Regions from separate parts of the Mus musculus genome. Here region 1 is linked to region 2. A link is a contact called in public HiChIP or PLAC-seq data. All regions are on one chromosome and are shown on one strand. The core of a region is the stretch at or near the end of the contact, and the rest is flanking DNA. Distances in the headings are between cores, read along the strand shown. Region 1 overlaps Fbxl13 (F-box and leucine-rich repeat protein 13). Region 2 overlaps Ptpn12 (protein tyrosine phosphatase, non-receptor type 12).

Region 1 (3,584 bases), core at 44-2,543, 570 kb after region 2:
ATAGCTAACATTTGCCTCTGTTCCCAGCACATACCTGTTACTCTCACTCACCGACTGCAGAATGACTGTCCGCCAATAAATTGTATAGCTAGGGGGGAATTAATTCCTAAACATTCAGTTAACTATAATATATAAACGATAATAATATATTGCTAATACATACTATGTAGCAACCAGAGCATGTCAAACATCAGGATTAAAAGAACCCTGTTTTTTTCTCAGAGACAATCAGAATAAGTAAAGAAAGAATGCTGGTTGTGTGCAATCAACCATTCCACTGTTAGAACATCAATCATCAAGCAAAGGGCAATGATCACAACACTAGCTTAGTACACAAAGTGATTACAAGTATGGCAGTAACAGTGGCAGTGGTACCCAAAACAGGCATATCTAGCTGGCAATGTTGAAATGGTTGTCCACAACACCCATCCTCTTCCTATTTCTACTCCTCATCTCTCTCACACCTCTGTCTTTGGTATTGCAAACTGTTTTAACTCCTCGGGGACATACTTTTGTGGGCACACTGGATCCTTTAGACTGTAATAATACTTTGACCCTGAGCACTGCCACCCTGCCCTTCTGTCCAAACATTTACAATTCTTCAATCCTCTGTGTCACTCAGACTTTCCACTGCCTACCTGATAGGTAGTCTGGGACTTGCACCCTGATGTTCCTTTTTCACGGGGTTCAGGGTGGCATGGTATGATGAACAAGAGGTTGAGATCCTATCTCTCTTCTGTTCCAGGGTCTAACTGATAGCACCACCACAGCTGTGGTAGGGCTGATTACATCTTTGGCTCCAACGGGTGGCTCAAACCATCCTTACCTTCTAGAGCCAAATAGACTCACTGGCCACCATATTACTACAAAATCAGTAAGGATTAGATTTACTAACAGCTGAGAGAGAGGTGATCTTTGGCTTTTCCTCTGGGAGGAACGTTTCTTCTATGTCAACCAGTCGGGTATAGTAAAAGACATGAGCAGACAACGCCAGACAGAACTCCAAAATCATAAGAATCAGCTCTGTTCTCCTGGCCAGTGGCTCTTTGACAATCCAATATAGAATTCGGTGTCACCTTTCTTAATGCAGCCCCTCCTCCTTTTCTTACTCCTACTTGTGCCCCACTTTATAAACTTCCTTTTTGTATAGATTTCTTCAGCAACAGACAGGTCCAAATGCTTTTTAACCAGACTTTTTAATCAGTTGCTTTTACAGGATTACCCACCCCTAGTTATTGGGGTGGTTGACTCCTGATAATACCCAGCCTACAACATCAACTTTGCCCAAAGGCCTTCTACACTCACACTCAGCAGGAAATAGGGCAATGATAACATTGCCCCTTTCGCAACCCCAACTGTTTATCAATAATAAACACAAATGGGGATGAATGTAATCCCCTGGAGACACATGAGGCAGGCCCCTCCTCTGAGGACCTCCAAGGCCAGGTTCCACCCACAGAACACACTAACTGCACTAATGATCGGACCCAGGCCCTCCCTACAGAGTAAAAAGACCTGAAATCCCACCAATCCTCGCCCTGGAAAGCAACACCCACTCAACCCAAGAAATCCTATATAAACCCTGACTTCTGCTACTTCTCACCTGAGCAGAGGCAACCACCACCTAGGTTCTTCCCTGCCAGTAAATCTCCTGTGTGAGGGTTTGGGGTGCGGTGTGTGACTCTGTGGTATTCCTTGGCTCCCAAATGCCAAGATACCTTTCCCCCAAGAACTGTGACACTTACAGTGTCTTTATCAATATACATGAACAAATATTGAAATGATTTTTTTCCTTCTTTAAAACAAATAGCATCTAATATCATACCAAGTCGTCTTCTCTTGTTTTACTCTTGTGTCTGGCTCTCTCCTTCCATTTTGCTAGTATAATTCTTTGTCTTTGCATATAGAACAAATGTCGCAACCGAAGCAGTGTAGCTGCAGGAAATGTGCATCACATGTGGTTAAAGCTATTTCCAAAAACACTATGAACTGATGTATCTGACAGTTTGTGTTTCATTTTAATCACACTAAAATTAATTACTTTTGATAGCATTAGATAGTTCTCCAAGGATTTTTAAATATGTAAATATGCAATATTTTTAAATATGTAAATATCCTCTTTGCCCTTTGAAATTTAGATATAATAAATATATATAAACATATAAACAAACATGCATATATTTTTTTAAACTAAACAAATTAACCTTTTACAAAACTCAGAGTTCTAAGCATTTCATAGAAACACAATCACCAGGTAGTAATCAGAGCCAATGACTTTGAATTATAAGTTCTAGATCAAATAGATTTCCTGATGCATGTGAATCAGAGGTCCGGAACCCAAACACAGGGAGCCAGGAAACACAAACAGGCTGGAGAGCAGGCAAGCTCCTCATCTGCACCTGGCTGCACTGGTTACACCTCGTGCATCTGACTGCACCTGGTTACACCTGGCTGCACTGGTTACACCTGGTGCATCTGATTGCACCTGTTACACCTGGCTGCACTGGTTACACCTCGTGCATCTGACTGCACCTGGTTACACCTGGCAGCACTGGCTGCATCTGTTACACCTAGCTGTACTGGTTACCCCTGGCAGCACTGGCTGCATCTGACTGCACCTGACTGTACCTGGCTGCAGGCACTCTTTTTTTCTCTCTGAAGTTGAGGTTCAGAGTTTGTGTTAGCTTTTTATTTTACTTCACTTTTCAACTAAAAATGGGTATCTGAATGGTGCATGAATACTTCTGACATTTAAAGTTTGACAATGCTGTTTTTCATTTGAATGTTATGCAAACAGAACAAAACACAGCAGCTAACAGTGTTCAGCATCACAGGTGAAAATTTAAAGCCTTGTTTGTTTGTTTGTTTGTTGCTATACCTGCCAATGGGTTGGAACCTCACTGAACATCATAATTTTGTTCTAGAATCTAAGCTCTTTGAGAAGCCAGAACTCTACTAGTTGAGTTAGGCTGCTGTTACCAGCTGAGATGTGTATGTGCGTTCACAATCCCACATCTGCTACACTCTCATTTCTTCCACTCATTTTCATTTAAATGCTTTTTCTTGAGTTGTTACCTATAAAAATTATGTTTCTATACATGTAAATGTATACAATCTTAGCTTGTATCACTTAAGTTGTAATGAGTATGAAGTTAGAACATTCTGGAAGGAATGAGCGTGGTTTCTTTTTTAATTCCTCATTTTTATATCACTTACTATTACTAGATTATATATCTTCTAAACCAAATTAGAATATTTCTTAGACATTTAAGACATCACATGATACAAGTATATTATAAAATATTCAAATGCTATAAATCTATGCTATTATTTGTTCATTTTAAGGGTACTACTTTGAGAATCATATTTTAGACTTAATACTTGGAAATTCTGACAATAATCAAACAAAACTTTAAGTTTTTAATGATTGAGAGTTAAATGAAACAAATGTGCTATGACGTGAGGGTAGAGAAGGGGGAACAGTGTCAAAGAAGCATCACCATGTAAATGTAACTCGGGTCGTGTCTTAGGATTATGTAACTAAGAGATCACATGACCTTGGGGTTTTACTTTTAATGTATAAG
Region 2 (3,671 bases), core at 307-2,806:
GTTTAGTAAAGGGTGCCCTTATTCAGCAGAAATGGGCAAAGAGGAGTCCCGAGAACTAAAGCCAAGTAAAAAGCGTCCGTCAGACAGACATGGGAGACCACAGACAGGAGCACTGACATGCCGAGTCATCCAGGTAATGCTTTTTCCCCTTACAATCTTAACCTAGTTTGAGGGGTAGGCTATTAACATCAAATAAAGGTTTTTGTAAAAATTTCAAGATAATTATGCTCCACTTGGGGAGGCTTTATTAATGTTTTGTAACTAATATGAGCAAATATTAGCCTATGCAGCACAATGTCAAAGGAAAACTTCTGTTTTCATTTGGTAACTTTGGTTACACCCAACCAGTCACCTTTCAAGATTCATCACAAGTACCTTAACTTCTAGTTTTAGAATTCCTTTACCACTAGGCTCTATGACTCCAGAAGTAAAGCCATCCTATTTAAGGTAGGGAGAAAGGCCCTAGAAAGGCTCCTCACAGCTCTGTAGCACAGGGTCTATGAACGCCTTCCTGTCTCACTGTGCTTCTCAGGGCAAATGCAATCTTAAACCTACCCACACCACTAACAAACACTTTCAAATGTAGTTTCTTTGAGCATGTGAATGTGCATGTGTGTGTGGGTGAATGTGGTTGCTTCCTATCTATTTTCCTGACAGAGGAGGGCCCTCTCACAGAACCTGAAGCTCACTGATCCGGTTAGAAAGGCTGAGCTCCTGGGATCTTCTGCTTCTCCCTCTCTAGTACTGAGATTACTTAGTGCACCACTATGCCTGGATTTTTTTCATAGGTGCCAGAGAGCTAAACTCAGGTCCTACTTACATGCCAAGATGGAGTCATCTCCCCAGCCTTCAAATACAGTCTCTAAACAGACACTTCTGTGTGTGTGTGTTTGTGTGAATGTATACACATGTGGTGTGCATGCCTACAGAGGTCAGAAGAGAGCACTGACTCCTCTGGAGCTGGAGTTAGAGCAACTATGAGCCATCCTATGTGGGCACTGACTGGGAACTGAATTTGGGTCCTTAAGTGTTTTTAACCACCAGGCCATCTTTCTAGTCCCTCAAATGTAATTTTATTTATTTATTATTTATTTTATATGTAAGTACACTGTAGCTGTCTTCAGACAAACCAGGAGAGGGAGTCAAATGTCATTAAGGATGGTTGTGAGCCACCATGTGGTTGCTGGGATTTGAACTCAGAACCTTTGGAAGAGCAGTCAGTGCTCTTAACGCTGAGCCTTCTCTCCAGCCCCAAATGTAATTTTAAAATGAGTTATTTTTGAACATATCTGACAGAAGCAATGAAAAACACTAAGCTTGTAGTAGGGTATTTGTGTTTGCTAGTTTTTATGTCAACTTGACACAAGGTAGAATCATTTTGGACTTACCTAACCTAAATTAAGAAAATGTCCCAACTGATTGGTCTGTGGGTGAAGTCTGTAGTGTATTTCCTTAATTAGCGATTAATGTGGGAAGGCCAGCCTGCTATGGGTATAGCTACCCCTGGGCTGGTGGTCCTGGGTGATATAAAAAAGATTAAGCAAGTCACAGTGAATAAGCCAGTTAGCAGCACTCCCCTTTGGCCTCTGCATCATTTCCTGCCTTGAGGCTCCTGCCCTGCCTGAGTTCCTGACCTGACTTCCCTGGATGACAGATTACAAACTGTAAAATGAAATCAACCCTTTCCTTCCCAGGTTACTTCTGCTTGTCACGGTGCTTCATCACAGTACTAGAAACTCTTAACTAAAATAGGGGTATAACCCAACAGTAGATCATGGGGTTATCATGCAAGGCCCTTGGAGGAATCCTCAGTGTCAAAAGGAAAAGAAAGAAAGAGCAAAAACCAAGTTTTTTTGATTACTTTGCTTTCTTAGTGTTGGAAGGGAACCAATCCTAAGGCTTCACACATGCTACCCAAGTACTCCCCTACTTGACTCAATTTCCAAACCTGCAAATAAGAAAGCATCAGCTGAACCAAGTGGGCAGAGAGAGAAAGCAGGACTTCGTGCATCAGTAAAATCACTAGCTTCAAGAACTCTACTGAACTGAGTAGTGGTGCGTGCCTGTAATCCCATACTCGGAATGCCAAGGCAAGCTATCTTAAGCTCCAGGCCAGCCTGTGCTACATACCTGCTACATGAAATGTGAGTAATATTCAACCCCAAAGCCCTTGGTAACAGGATCTCCGCCTCACAAGCCCCAGGAAAAGCTTCTGAAAGCAACTACCGCTTGTTTCTTCCATCTACTACGAGCTAGCAACACAATACACATTGACTACCTAATACCCGGAAACAAGATTTTTGTGTGGTTTCAGGAGAGATAACTGCCAGTGAGTAGTTACATAAATCTACACATTTTAGCCACTACAAGAACACGAAACCTGTTGAAGGACTCCAGCCTCTTTGTGAAGAGTGGTGGTTCAGAACAACTGCATATCGCTTTGCTCACTTTAGCACATTTTCAACTCAAATCTAATCAAAGGCCCTTTTCCTATATAGTACTAACATTCAGTTCTGCAGGGGAGAACACGTGCTTCTAGATCAACTACACTAATATACTTATCCCAGGAAGTGGGAGTTAAGTACATGTCCCCTTCTACACTTTAGGTAAAGATTCTAAGCTTTTAATTGTCATGGTATGGTGGTGAAAATTTGTAGTTCCAGCACTGAAGAGGCTGAGACAGAACTACTGCAAGTTTGAGGACAGTTTAGGCTACAAGCAAACAAAATTTTTGTTTGCTTATTTCTTTTTGAGTTAAGGTCTCTGTATGTAGTCCTGGCTGTCCTAAAGCCTGTGTAGACCAGATAAGGGTGAAGAGAGATAATAAAAATGAATCATGTATCAGTGGCACATGCCTTTGGTCCCAGTGCTTGAGGCAAAGGCAGGCAGATCTCTGTGAATCTGAGGCCAGCCTGGTCTACAGAGTAATATATCAAAATAGCAACAAACAAACAAACAAACAAAGAAAACAACATGCTTCCATGATTTTTCCAATGCATTCTATAAGGATGTATTAAAAGAAAGAAGGAAGAGATTAAGTGCATCTCACTAGTATGGTTCCCTTTGGCCTAAAGATACTTTCATGTATGTTAGGAAAGAGAGAACGATCCATGGAATAGACTGAAGGAGACGAGACACTGGAAGACTGCAAGAACTGCTTTGTAATTACATGCCAAACATCCACCAGTTCACAAGAAACCACAGTGACAATTATCTAGATTTTACTTATTAAATCCAGAAACAGTTGAAATTGGGTACTTTATTAACACAACACCTTTAACAGTACATGATACACGGGGTGTGCCCCACCTAGATAAACCCCCAATCTCTAAGCACGCACAGAATCAGATTATGCAGAAGAAACTACAAATAACAAAGCATCCTTATTTAAAGGTTTTACTTCAGTCTGGCTTTTTTAAAAAGTAGAAAATTTTTTACTCACCTATTTATGTGTATGTCAGTGGGTTCACATGTGAATATAGGTGCCCAAGGAGTTCAAGAGAGAATCCTTTGGAACTGAAGTTATTATAGGCAGATGTGAGCCACCAGATGTGGGTGCTGGGAACTGAACTTGGGTCATCTGCAAGAACAGTATGAGCTAACCTTTCCACATATATACTACATATGTATGCATGCCACAACGCTCAAGTGGGGATCAGAGGATATGGCAG

What was found. HiChIP or PLAC-seq counts read pairs in DNA pulled down with a chosen protein or histone mark.
Region 1: a contact with region 2 is called in an H3K27ac HiChIP or PLAC-seq map of acute myeloid leukemia, with 2.8 times the contacts expected there. The contact joins two enhancer-like sites. A contact is called at or near these places in 1 of 39 promoter capture datasets (the C10 cell line) and 4 of 115 datasets of contacts at active chromatin or transcription factors (acute myeloid leukemia, bone marrow-derived macrophages, embryonic limb bud and 1 more).

The regions. Positions count from the first base shown.
Region 1 is chr5:21,615,363-21,618,946 of GRCm38.p6, forward strand. It overlaps Fbxl13 (F-box and leucine-rich repeat protein 13), which reads right to left. Exons shown (of 21, transcript NM_001199632.1): 6 at 1,826-1,935. Among named protein-coding and RNA genes, the nearest start is that of Fbxl13, 28 kb to the right of the region's middle. Within about 2 kb of position 1,294, at least 3 of the 459 cell types and tissues checked have an H3K27ac peak or open chromatin away from gene starts, as enhancers often do. A contact at or near this core is called in acute myeloid leukemia, where this site is marked.
Region 2 is chr5:21,044,030-21,047,700 of GRCm38.p6, forward strand. All of the region lies in intron 1 of Ptpn12 (protein tyrosine phosphatase, non-receptor type 12), which reads right to left. Among named protein-coding and RNA genes, the nearest start is that of Ptpn12, 10 kb to the right of the region's middle. Within about 2 kb of position 1,557, at least 52 of the 459 cell types and tissues checked have an H3K27ac peak or open chromatin away from gene starts, as enhancers often do. A contact at or near this core is called in acute myeloid leukemia, where this site is marked.